Regions from separate parts of the Mus musculus genome. Here region 2 is linked to region 1. The links are chromatin contacts, called in public promoter capture Hi-C maps. All regions are on one chromosome and are shown on one strand. Each heading gives the region's core, a stretch centred on a gene start, on an enhancer-like site or on the middle of the called end of the contact. The rest is flanking DNA. Distances are from core to core; before and after follow the strand shown. Region 1 holds the start of Cntnap4 (contactin associated protein-like 4). Region 2 holds the start of 4933408N05Rik (RIKEN cDNA 4933408N05 gene).

Region 1 (4,920 bases), core at 1,292-3,791:
GTTTACATTCACCTGAGAGGCAGGTCTTTAATTTTCTTTTGCTTATATGCAGTTCCCCCGACTTTACTTGTGGGATTTGAGATTGATTCACTTCTTATTAATAAACAATCTGGTTCAGGAGAGTTTGGGGAAGTCTCATAAGGCAACTTTGAAATGCTTGTGCTGATTCCAGTTGCCTGCCCTTTGGTTAACGCGCACCCCTGTTCATAAACTCATAATACATTGCTCCGTCTTCCAAAACTGATACCATGGTAGCATACATTTTTCTATCCCAACCCAGCAACAAGTGAACCTTGACTCCTCCAAAATGTAAAGAGTGAGGAATAATGTAAAAATTAGGAAATGAAATCTTTTGTTCTACGTTTGCATGTCACATTGTCAAAATGCCAATAAGAAATTAACTAAAAGTCACCTTAATTTTCGGAAGCCATTGAATTATAAATTTGGACACTTGAAGAAAAGTTAACTCTTAAATAGGTCTGCTAACTAAGAATTCCAAGTTTAATGTTTAAGTGTTCTTGTTCACTTCAGTTCTAGGCTCTCCACATTTATCCAATGACTTCATAGAGAAATCGAACCCCGATGGATACAGATCCAAGGTTGAAACGGCACCCGTGGGAGGCCCAGGCAGAGCTAAGCAGACATGAGCACTGGCTTCTCCTCAAATCTCAGCTGCTCACTTTTTCCCTGGCTGAGATGAACGAGGAAGGGAAGCCTTTTAATATGGATCTTCCGGTGACACTCTGTACCACATTGCAAGCGAGCAAACAAACATCCGCAGCTCACAGCCCAATTATTCATATTAATAAACTGCAAAAAGATGTGCAGGCAAGGCATAGGGAAGACAAACTGGGTTAGGCCAGCATGAAGCTCTGCCCAACTCAAGGGAAGAGCTTGTGTGCTTCGCATCGCAACAGTGACCTCTAGTGCTCCCTCTCTGATGAACCCCTGCAGCTGCAGAAGGAATTACACCTTTGCCACAGAACTTCAACTGAGCGGGTAGGTGGGTTCAGGTCTGCTGTGTATCATCCTTGTTTGTTTATTTGCTACAGCGCTTGTCAAGGCCATCACCCACAGGACCCTCTAAGATTTTGGCTAGGTGAAACTATACATATTTTACTGATTTAATGGGATTCCCACACATTCGATTTGAAATTGAATGGGAAGCACAGTCCAGCCTAGGAGTGAAGTTCTCTCCTTTGCCTTTGCAGAGTGGCAGGTAAATTCTGACATTAAATGAGCTCCTGAAAAATCATCAGTGGGTGGACACGAGCTCGTGGCAGTGAGTTCCCTGTGCCTTTCCCTCGTGAGGACTCTACAGTTAAGGCAAAAGAGGGTCTATGGCAAAGAGAGTTACCAATGTCTTGTCTCTCAAACCTAAAGCTGTCAGTAAGGCAGGTCCCATCCATTCCTGAGCAGGACTTATAACCCTTTCTTGTAAAGCAGAGAAAGAAATAGAAAGTTGTGTGTTTGCTTGGCTGTTTTTATCATACATAAAAAGAGGAAATTCTTCTATCTAAAGAATCTAAACCAAATATAAACTTTTAAAACTTTTCCTATTTCCAATGGCAAGCTGACGAAAGAGTTGGGCCAGGGTATTTTGGATGATATTTAAATTAAGCAACGAGACCATAACAAATGTTCCTCGAATCAATGAACTCAGCACTAAGACAATCAATCACAAATACATGAAGTTGAAAATTCAACCACTAGAGAACACTACTTAAGCGGGTGGTGGGGGAGGGGGAAGTCACCTGCACATTTCCCTTTAAGGGAGATGTAGGGATGGGTACCCATCCAGGAGTGCTCTTCTGCCTGAGGACACAGCTCTCCAGTGCTGAGCTGTGCCTCCACCAGTTCTGCCTGCCCCTGCCCGCGAAGTCTGCAGTATGTCTCAGCTATTAGCCTGCACCATTTCAGAGATGCAGCCAGCCACTGCTAAATCGCAAACTTCAGAAATCTCAGCTAATGCAGCAGAATATCAAGTCTGCGGGTTGTTTTCCTGGTAGACAAATAATCCCAATGAAATTTAATGACCTCAAGACAGGCGCAATGGAAGACGTTCCCGGGCTGGTCCCCCGATTAAGATGCTAATTTAATGTTTTACTAGAAGTTGAGTCTTCTCAATGAATATTCAAAGAGAGTGAAATTCTGCTAGTAAAAAAAAAAAAATCCAAATAACATATTGCATATTTTGACCAGACCAAGAGGAACCCGATCATATTTGCACAATTTCCCTGTAGTGCTTTTCCTAGCCCCGCAGCGATTCCAGTTGAAAAGATTAATCGTGAAAACAACAGAATCAAAGTTTTGCGCGGAGCCCCCCTGCAAGTTTTAAATCATTTGCTGTGTACTTACATGAATTCCCAGCTTCCACTCTGTTCCAATTTTGAGTAGACAACAGAAGTAACATCTTGAGAACAGCTCCAGCGACAGATCCCATATTCATAATTTTTGAGCTCCCCAAAATATCTCGAGTGGCTCTCAGAGCGCTGGAGACAGGTTCTCCTCAGTCCTTCACCCAGCACTGACTGGGTCTTCAGTATCTCTAGCTCTCTGGATCTCTTTCCTCCCCCTCCCTCCTCTCACGCGCGCGCTCTCTCCTCCTCCTCTCCCTCCTCCCTCCTCCCTTGCTCCTCCTTCCTTCTCTCTCTCCCTCTCCTCTCTCTCTTTCTCTCTCTCTTTCTTCCCCACCCTCCTTCTCCCCTGCCCTCAGTACTGGTTCCTCACAGAAAAGCAACCAGCTTCTGTCCTAACAAGCTTACACACTGCTGCCGAGGCCACGCCCACTCCTCGCACCGGTCTTAGAAATTTGCCCCAGCATCCTTCCTCCTCCAAAAAGCACAGCAGCAGCCAGCAGCTTTCTGAGCTCCGCAGCGGCTGCAGGTGATGGAAGCTGGACCTGGAGGCGCTGCCCGCTGCCCGCTGCTCCTGGCCTCCTCGGGGCTCCCTCCCCTCCCCTCTATTCTCCAATAAGCTTTAACCCATTTTGTGCCCTGCCACCCTTTGGGGTGAGGAAAGCAGCCAGGCAAGGAAGCCTTCTGATTTTCCGCAGGTCTTGTATTTGGCAGTACCAACCAACATAGTGAGCTATTTCCTGATTGCCCGGGAGTGTATCCAGGTAAAACTGCATTATGTTTCAAAACAAAAGCATAAAATAAGACAGAAATAACGAAGCAAGCGTTGGTGAATTGTAGCTAAAACTGTCCTCCGGGAAAACGCGTGCTGTTTTTCTCTGTTTCTATAAAACTATTGCCTTGTGCTCCGGTGCCAGGATTTTATTACGGAAATTCCTCACATGGGAACAGACATTCCTGCTTGGCAGATATTTAAAAATCATCTGATAATAGTCTGCGAGAAATTAACATTTCTTATTTTAGTTGGTGCTTCAGGAATACAAATCCACCCATGAAGAGTTCTCTGAGTAGACTGAGTTTTATGAAAGCATCCTTCTGGAAATAGGCAGCATTCCATAATCATGTTTCTTAATAGTAATTCCCAGAGGGCCCAAAATGGAAAATTATGGAATACTGAAAAAGGGAACCCCCTCCCATATGTGTGTGCGTGCACACACACGTGAGTGCACACACAGGTACACACTCACGCGCACACATTCACACACTGACAGGAATACATACTCACTTATACACACTCACAGGCACACATGCATGCACATATACATGTGCACACACATGCATACACTCACACACATATGCACACACTTATACATACTCACAGACATACAAATGGGTGCAACACACACTCAGAAAATCAACAACTACAGAGAATATTCTTCCAGTGGCCACTCCCTGGGCACTATTGCTTGTGTAGAATATTAAAGCACTCAAATGATAAAGTTAAGACCCCATACAGAGCGGCACATCACATGGTGTCAGAGAGGGTAAATCATCTCTTTAAAATAAATGTCAAGACGTCTTCCTGCTGATTTCCTGGGCGTCATCAAGGCAGGAATCCAGGAGCTCTCAAGCAACATCTTGGTGTTTGGAACCAGAGGCAGCCTTGCTGGGCTATGAAAAAGGGGGTGGGGTGAGAGAACCATCCATAAACAAAGCATAATTATTTAGCTCTTGACTTCAAACAAAGCCAAATGGATAGTTTTGTTTTTCCTATTTTGCAGGTGGAAAACCAAGAACAGAGAAGAGAATGATGTGCAGGATCATTGAGTTAGGAAGGAAAGAGGAAGCTAGACTGAGTTTTGTTTTTGTTTTGTTTGTTTTGTTTTGTTTTTTGGGGGGCTAGGGGGGCTCTGATTCTACCAATTTCATCCTCAGCCTTGCTGCCCCCATATCAGGGTTCACAGTACCCAGACTAACTCCTGCAACAACAACAAAAAAAAAACCCAGTCCTTCAAACCAGCATCAGTGAAAAGAAAGGTAAGGTCTAGATGTTTGCTGTGCTCCTACACCTAAATGCCTGGCTTTTGCTTTCTGGTCATAAAATATCAAGGAAAAACAGCTATGCATTAACGATCTATATTAGTAAGTATTGGGGGGCAGTGATTTCATTGCACACAAGCTATCTGCCACCTATTATCTAATTAAATTCTCAAATCAATATTTTGAAGGAAATGTGCTGTGCCTACAGAAGGGAGAGACTGGACCTTCTAGCCCTCAGTGAGACTGAGCCCTCAGTGAGACTGAGCTGTCCAGGGTACTAAAAAAAAGAAAGATGGAAAAACGTGAGTACAAAGGAAACATTGGGGAATGTAGTACAGTTGATAAAGTACTTACCTAGAAGGCACAGAGTCCTAGGTTTGACCACCCACACTATATAAACTATGTATGGTGGTACATGCCTGTAATCCCAGCAGTTGGGAGATTGAGATAGAAGGATGAGAAAGTCAAGATCACCCTCAGCCACATAGCAACTTTGAAGTGATTCTAGGCTATTTAAGACTGT
Region 2 (4,959 bases), core at 1,848-4,347, 1.8 Mb before region 1:
CATATTGGACATCATCAGAGAGCAACAATGGTAAGTTCTTCGACTCTAGGCCAGCAGAGGAGCAACTGGATCTCAGACTGCTCTGTCAAGCATCAAGTAACTAGATTTCCACTCAGTACAGAAAGAGCCCTTCAGGATATTGTACTGTTAATTAAACTCACTCACCATCTCTGTGTGGTCCCTCAGAAGATCCTTTGGAGCCTCACCTGCCTGTGTTTGGAAGGGTCAATCTGAATGATGATGGGCGTGTGGAGGGGACTGAAGGATGGGTATCATGAATTAGGGCTAGTAGGATAACCCATAACCCCAATAATTATGATGAGACCTGCCTTACAATGATATGAGTTGAAATATAGAAGCAGAGGTGTATGATGGGAACGAAGCAGGTGGGCCTGACTCATTCTTTGGGAGGAAATAGAAGCTAGTGTGAGGCAAAGGCTCACAGGAACACACATCCTTGCATTAAAATACATAAAACAGAGCTGGGAAGATGGCTCAGCAGGCAAAGGCACTTGCTGCCAAGTTCAGTGCTGAGTTCAGTTCCTGGAACCCACACGAAGAAGGAGAGAACTGACTTTTGCGAGTTGACCTATGACCTCCATTTGCAAAGCGGTATGCACATACACGCATGTGTGTTGTGCAAGTGCACATATGTGTATTATATACACATACATTAAAATAAGTTTAAAAAATGTAAAGAAACACAAAACAGTGTTCTGCCAAGTAAAAATTTAAAAAGGCAACCAAACCAGAATAGTTACATTTGGCTATGACTATAGATAAGTAAATTATGACATATGCAAAAGATATAGATATACCTTTAAAAATGATACCCACCGGAAAACTTACCAGATTATAGCTAATTTTCATTTCCTTCATTTAAATTCTTCTACTTTTTTCTTTTTAAATCTACATTAAGGAACAGGGTCTAGAGAAAGCTTGAGGGCGGACAGCCTAGAGTCTTTCTTGGAAGATGTCAGGGCAACCCCTACATAACAGAGAGCCTGCTTCATGTCTTCTACAGGGCAGAGTCAGCCTCCTGTGCCAAGTCCTTGCCGGGGTGTCCCAGCATAGGGTGCCCTATCATAGGGACACCCCCTGCTGCAACCAATTGGTCAGATGGCTCTGTTTCACTTAAGGTCTGTTCCTCTCTCTATGGGAGCCTTCTTCAGCTTAATCCTCGAGGTCACTGTTTTTCCAGTCTCAGCTTGTCCCCGGTTCTGCTGACAGATTTGGTGATATGGTTTTGGGTGTCCAGTGTTTGGGATTTGCTGAGAATTCAGAAGCCAGTGATGTGGAACTACACATCAGCTACACCTAGAGCTAAAGGAGCATTCTATAAGAGTCAGGTGTTGGCCACAAAGCAGTGCATTTGCTGCACAGTAGAGCCGGGTGAATGAAGGAGCAGAACTGCCCTTACTTTGCATACATAGAGAATGGGAACCAGGGAGGTGAATCCGCCTATGGTTGTTGATGTGGCAGAGAGAAGAGCTGTGAGTTCAGCCTAAAACACTGATAAAATAGGTACATTTGGGGTCCAGCGAGATGGCTCAGTGGGTAAAAGTGCTTGTTGCATAGGCCTGGAAACCCAAATTCAGTTCCCCAAATTTGTCTCATGGTGGGAGGAGTTGTCTTCTGACCTTTACGTATGTAGTGCATGTGCGCGCGCGCACACACACACCATTCTCTTTCTCTTCCTTTCTCTCCTTCCCTCCCTCTCCTCTCCTTTCTTCCCTCTTTCTCTCACTTTTTCTCTTTTACACACACGTGATAATTAATAATAATAATAATAATAATAATAAATATATGCATACAGATTAATATCAATACCTGAGACTTATCTTAACTACTAGGGACTGTAAAGGAAGGAGGCATAAGTGTTCATCACTGTGGGAACAAGGGTATCAATATTCCATTACTGATGCTTTTGAATGTGATTTAAACATTCCAAAAGGTTTATAAAATGTGAGCTTCGGTCATTCTTCCCAAGCAACGACTATAACAAGGACTTGAGTACCCAAGTTCTTATCCACGCTGTCAGATTGTGATGATGATGTTATAAAGGATTTGGGCTCCTTACACAGCCAAGGCTTAGAGATGTGTTATTCCCATCTCCCCAGAGAAAGATGTGCCTTTTCCGTCAACCAGTCCACCTTGGCCAAGGTATAAACTTCAACCAGCTCTCTGCCAGGCAGCAAGCACAGATGAATGCTTGCAACAGCAGCATACCCTGGAAAAGCCTACAGGCTGGGAGAGGAGGGAGGGGGCCAACGAGACAGTCAATTCCCAGAGAGTGTGGGAAGAGCTACGTTCTCAGAATGAGTGAAGAGGCGTGGGAGCCCAGGGGAGGAAATGACTCAATTTGGAGAAAAGTGGCGTTCCGCGCTGGGGTTTCAGGAGTGGAGAGGCGTTTCCGGAAGAGAAGCTGTGTACGGTCAGACCTGAGTTCTGAAGAGGAGTAGGTGGCTCAGTCAGGGAAATGGGAGTGGGGGTGGCGCCTTGCTTCCTGGAGGGGGTGGGGGGCACCGTTGAAGCATGCAGGGGCGGCTCTGTGAGGAGTAGTGAGGTGCGGTGAGGGAATCAGGAAGACTTTCCTGAGGGCAATGTTGACAGGTGAAGAAATTCGGAGTCCAGTGAGGACAGGAAGTGAGGGATGCTTGAGGGGAGGAGCTGACAAGATCTGAGGTGTACAACTAGACCCTGTCTTTAGGATCATTTTGGGTAGTCAGACAATTCCCCCAAGTGGTGGAAAGGATTCTGCACAGTGATCTGTGTTTTGGAAGAGCCTGTCAGGGAGAGATGAAATCTGAGTAATTTGGTTTATTGCCATTTGTTTCCATTAGTGCTGGAAACAGATGGTCTCATCAGCCTTATGTTGCCCTTGTCAGCATCTGTGTGACTCCAAGGTCTAATTTTTAATTATCCCTGACCATTGGCAGGGACATGAAGGGGAAACGGGAAAGTTCCAACCCTTAAAAAAAAAAAAAGAAAAGAAAAGAAAAGAAAAGGTTTCCTTTGCATCTTTTCTGCTTGCCTATCAGTTATTTTTTCTTTTAACCACCGAGGAATATCTATTAGCCTGGGTTCTATGTTGCCATGGTATCAAGACCAAACAAACCTTAATATATAGGGAATCCAAGGGTACAGTCGAAGGAGACACTGTCTTCCAGCAACTGGGCGATGTGTTGGCAGAGCCTTGTCAGATTGAACACTGGTCCTAAACTGGGATTCATAGGTGGTCAGAGCAGACTTCGTGTAAAAGCGTGGCTGGTGGATAATAGAGCTGGTGGCCCTCTAGAGCCACGAGGAAGAGAACAGGTTTGGGAAATTTCGCACAGCCAAGAGTTTGGTAGGAATTGTTAGGAAGTCAGGCAGCAATTCCTCCAGATTAATAAGAAGCGAGCCTTAGCTACTCTAAGCAGTGTTAACAGCTGTTTGTGGGGCCTAGAGAGATTGCTTAGCAATGAAGAGTGCTTGCTGAATTTGCAAAGCATCTGAATTTGGTTCCTCACTCCAGCATCCAGTAGCTAACAACTAGCTCCAGCTCCGGCTCCAGCGGCTGCCTCTGAGGGCGTATATGTATATGTATATGTATATGTATATGTATATGTATATGTATATATACATACATATATATGTATATATACACACACATACATACACACACATATATATGTATATATATACATATATATACACATATATATACATATATATATATATACATATATATATACATATATATATACATATATATATATGGTCTATGTTTTCAGAAAGTATAGAGACAAAGGTTCTTGGGGGAAAGTGCTCTTGTGTGTGTGTGTGCGAGATGTGTCTGTGTAACAGGGTTCTGTGTTGCTCAAACTGACATTGTACTTGCATTATTGAGTGCCTGGTGTGGTGGTTTGAATAGGAATGCCCCCCCCCCCCGACTTGTGGATTTTAAAACCTGGTCACCAGGGCATGCCACCATTTGAAAGGATTAGGAGATGTTGGAGGAAGTGTGTCAATGGAGGTAGGTTCTGAGGGCTCAAGGACCCAAGTTAGGCCCAGCATCTTTTTCTTCCTACTGCCTGTGGATCTGGCTGTAGAACTCTGAGGGTCTTCTCTAGCACCACGGCTGCTTATATGTCACCACGCTACCTCCTATGACCACAATGGACTACACCTCTGAAACTGTAAGCAGGCCCCATTTAAGTGCTTTCCTTCATAAGAGTTGCCGTGGTCATGGTTTCTCTCCACAGTGGCAGAACTCTGACTAAGACACCTGGCTTTAATATTTTTTTTTTTAAAAATCACTTCTTTATAAGATGTATTTTCAGTTTTTGACTATCTTTCACACACAAAGAACTGCTTTTATTCTGATATTTTCTACATCGATTTTGTCATACTCCATTCTTATCCAGCCTTGCCATTTTCTTTCACCACCTCTATTTTGTAGAGGTCAGGTCTTCACCCCCACCCCTATTGTAGAATACTGGCCTCTGAGCAAAGCAGGCGCTGCCTTCATTGAATTGCTTGTGCCTGCTTGCAAGAGACCATCATTCCCTCAGAGAAGGGGGGGCTTTGGGCCACCACCTGAGATTCCAGATGCCCTTCTCAGCATCTGCATGTAATCCTGCCCTAACTGCACATGGTCTTTGGGGGTGGGGGACATCTCTGGGGTGCCAGAGTATACAGGATGGGGGAGGTTAATTGAAGAGGGGCTCTATCCATGGATCAGGTGGGAAGCTGAATGAATTCCCCCAGGACGTCTGCTTTGGCGTCTGTAGTGGCTATTCCTGGTTGTCTACCATCTACATCTGGAATGAACTACAATCCAGAATTGGAAGCCTCACCAGTGAGCCTAACCTGGAGGCTGGGAGATACAAGTTTCTGACCTGGATCTTAGCATGGAGATCTTGAGGCATAGTGGCTATGAATTAATCCCAGAAGATTAAGACAGGGAGATATCAA

The links. Promoter capture Hi-C pulls out the DNA fragments that hold promoters and counts their contacts.
Region 2: a contact with region 1 is called in a promoter capture Hi-C map of hippocampal neurons, with 11 times the contacts expected there. The contact joins the promoter of 4933408N05Rik here to the promoter of Cntnap4 in region 1. A contact is called at or near these places in 3 of 39 promoter capture datasets (the C10 cell line, hippocampal neurons and pre-B cells).

The regions. Positions count from the first base shown.
Region 1 is chr8:112,567,664-112,572,583 of GRCm38.p6, reverse strand. It overlaps Cntnap4 (contactin associated protein-like 4), which reads right to left and starts at 2,541. Exons shown (of 24, transcript NM_130457.2): 1 at 2,359-2,541. The coding sequence starts at 2,449. It overlaps Gm26994 (predicted gene, 26994), which reads left to right and starts at 3,009. Exons shown (of 6, transcript NR_132433.1): 1 at 3,009-3,121; 2 at 4,293-4,394; 3 at 4,586-4,699.
Region 2 is chr8:114,349,616-114,354,574 of GRCm38.p6, reverse strand. It overlaps 4933408N05Rik (RIKEN cDNA 4933408N05 gene), which reads left to right and starts at 3,097. Exons shown (of 3, transcript NR_045831.2): 1 at 3,097-4,181. The region is part of intron 7 of Vat1l (vesicle amine transport protein 1 like); the gene reads right to left.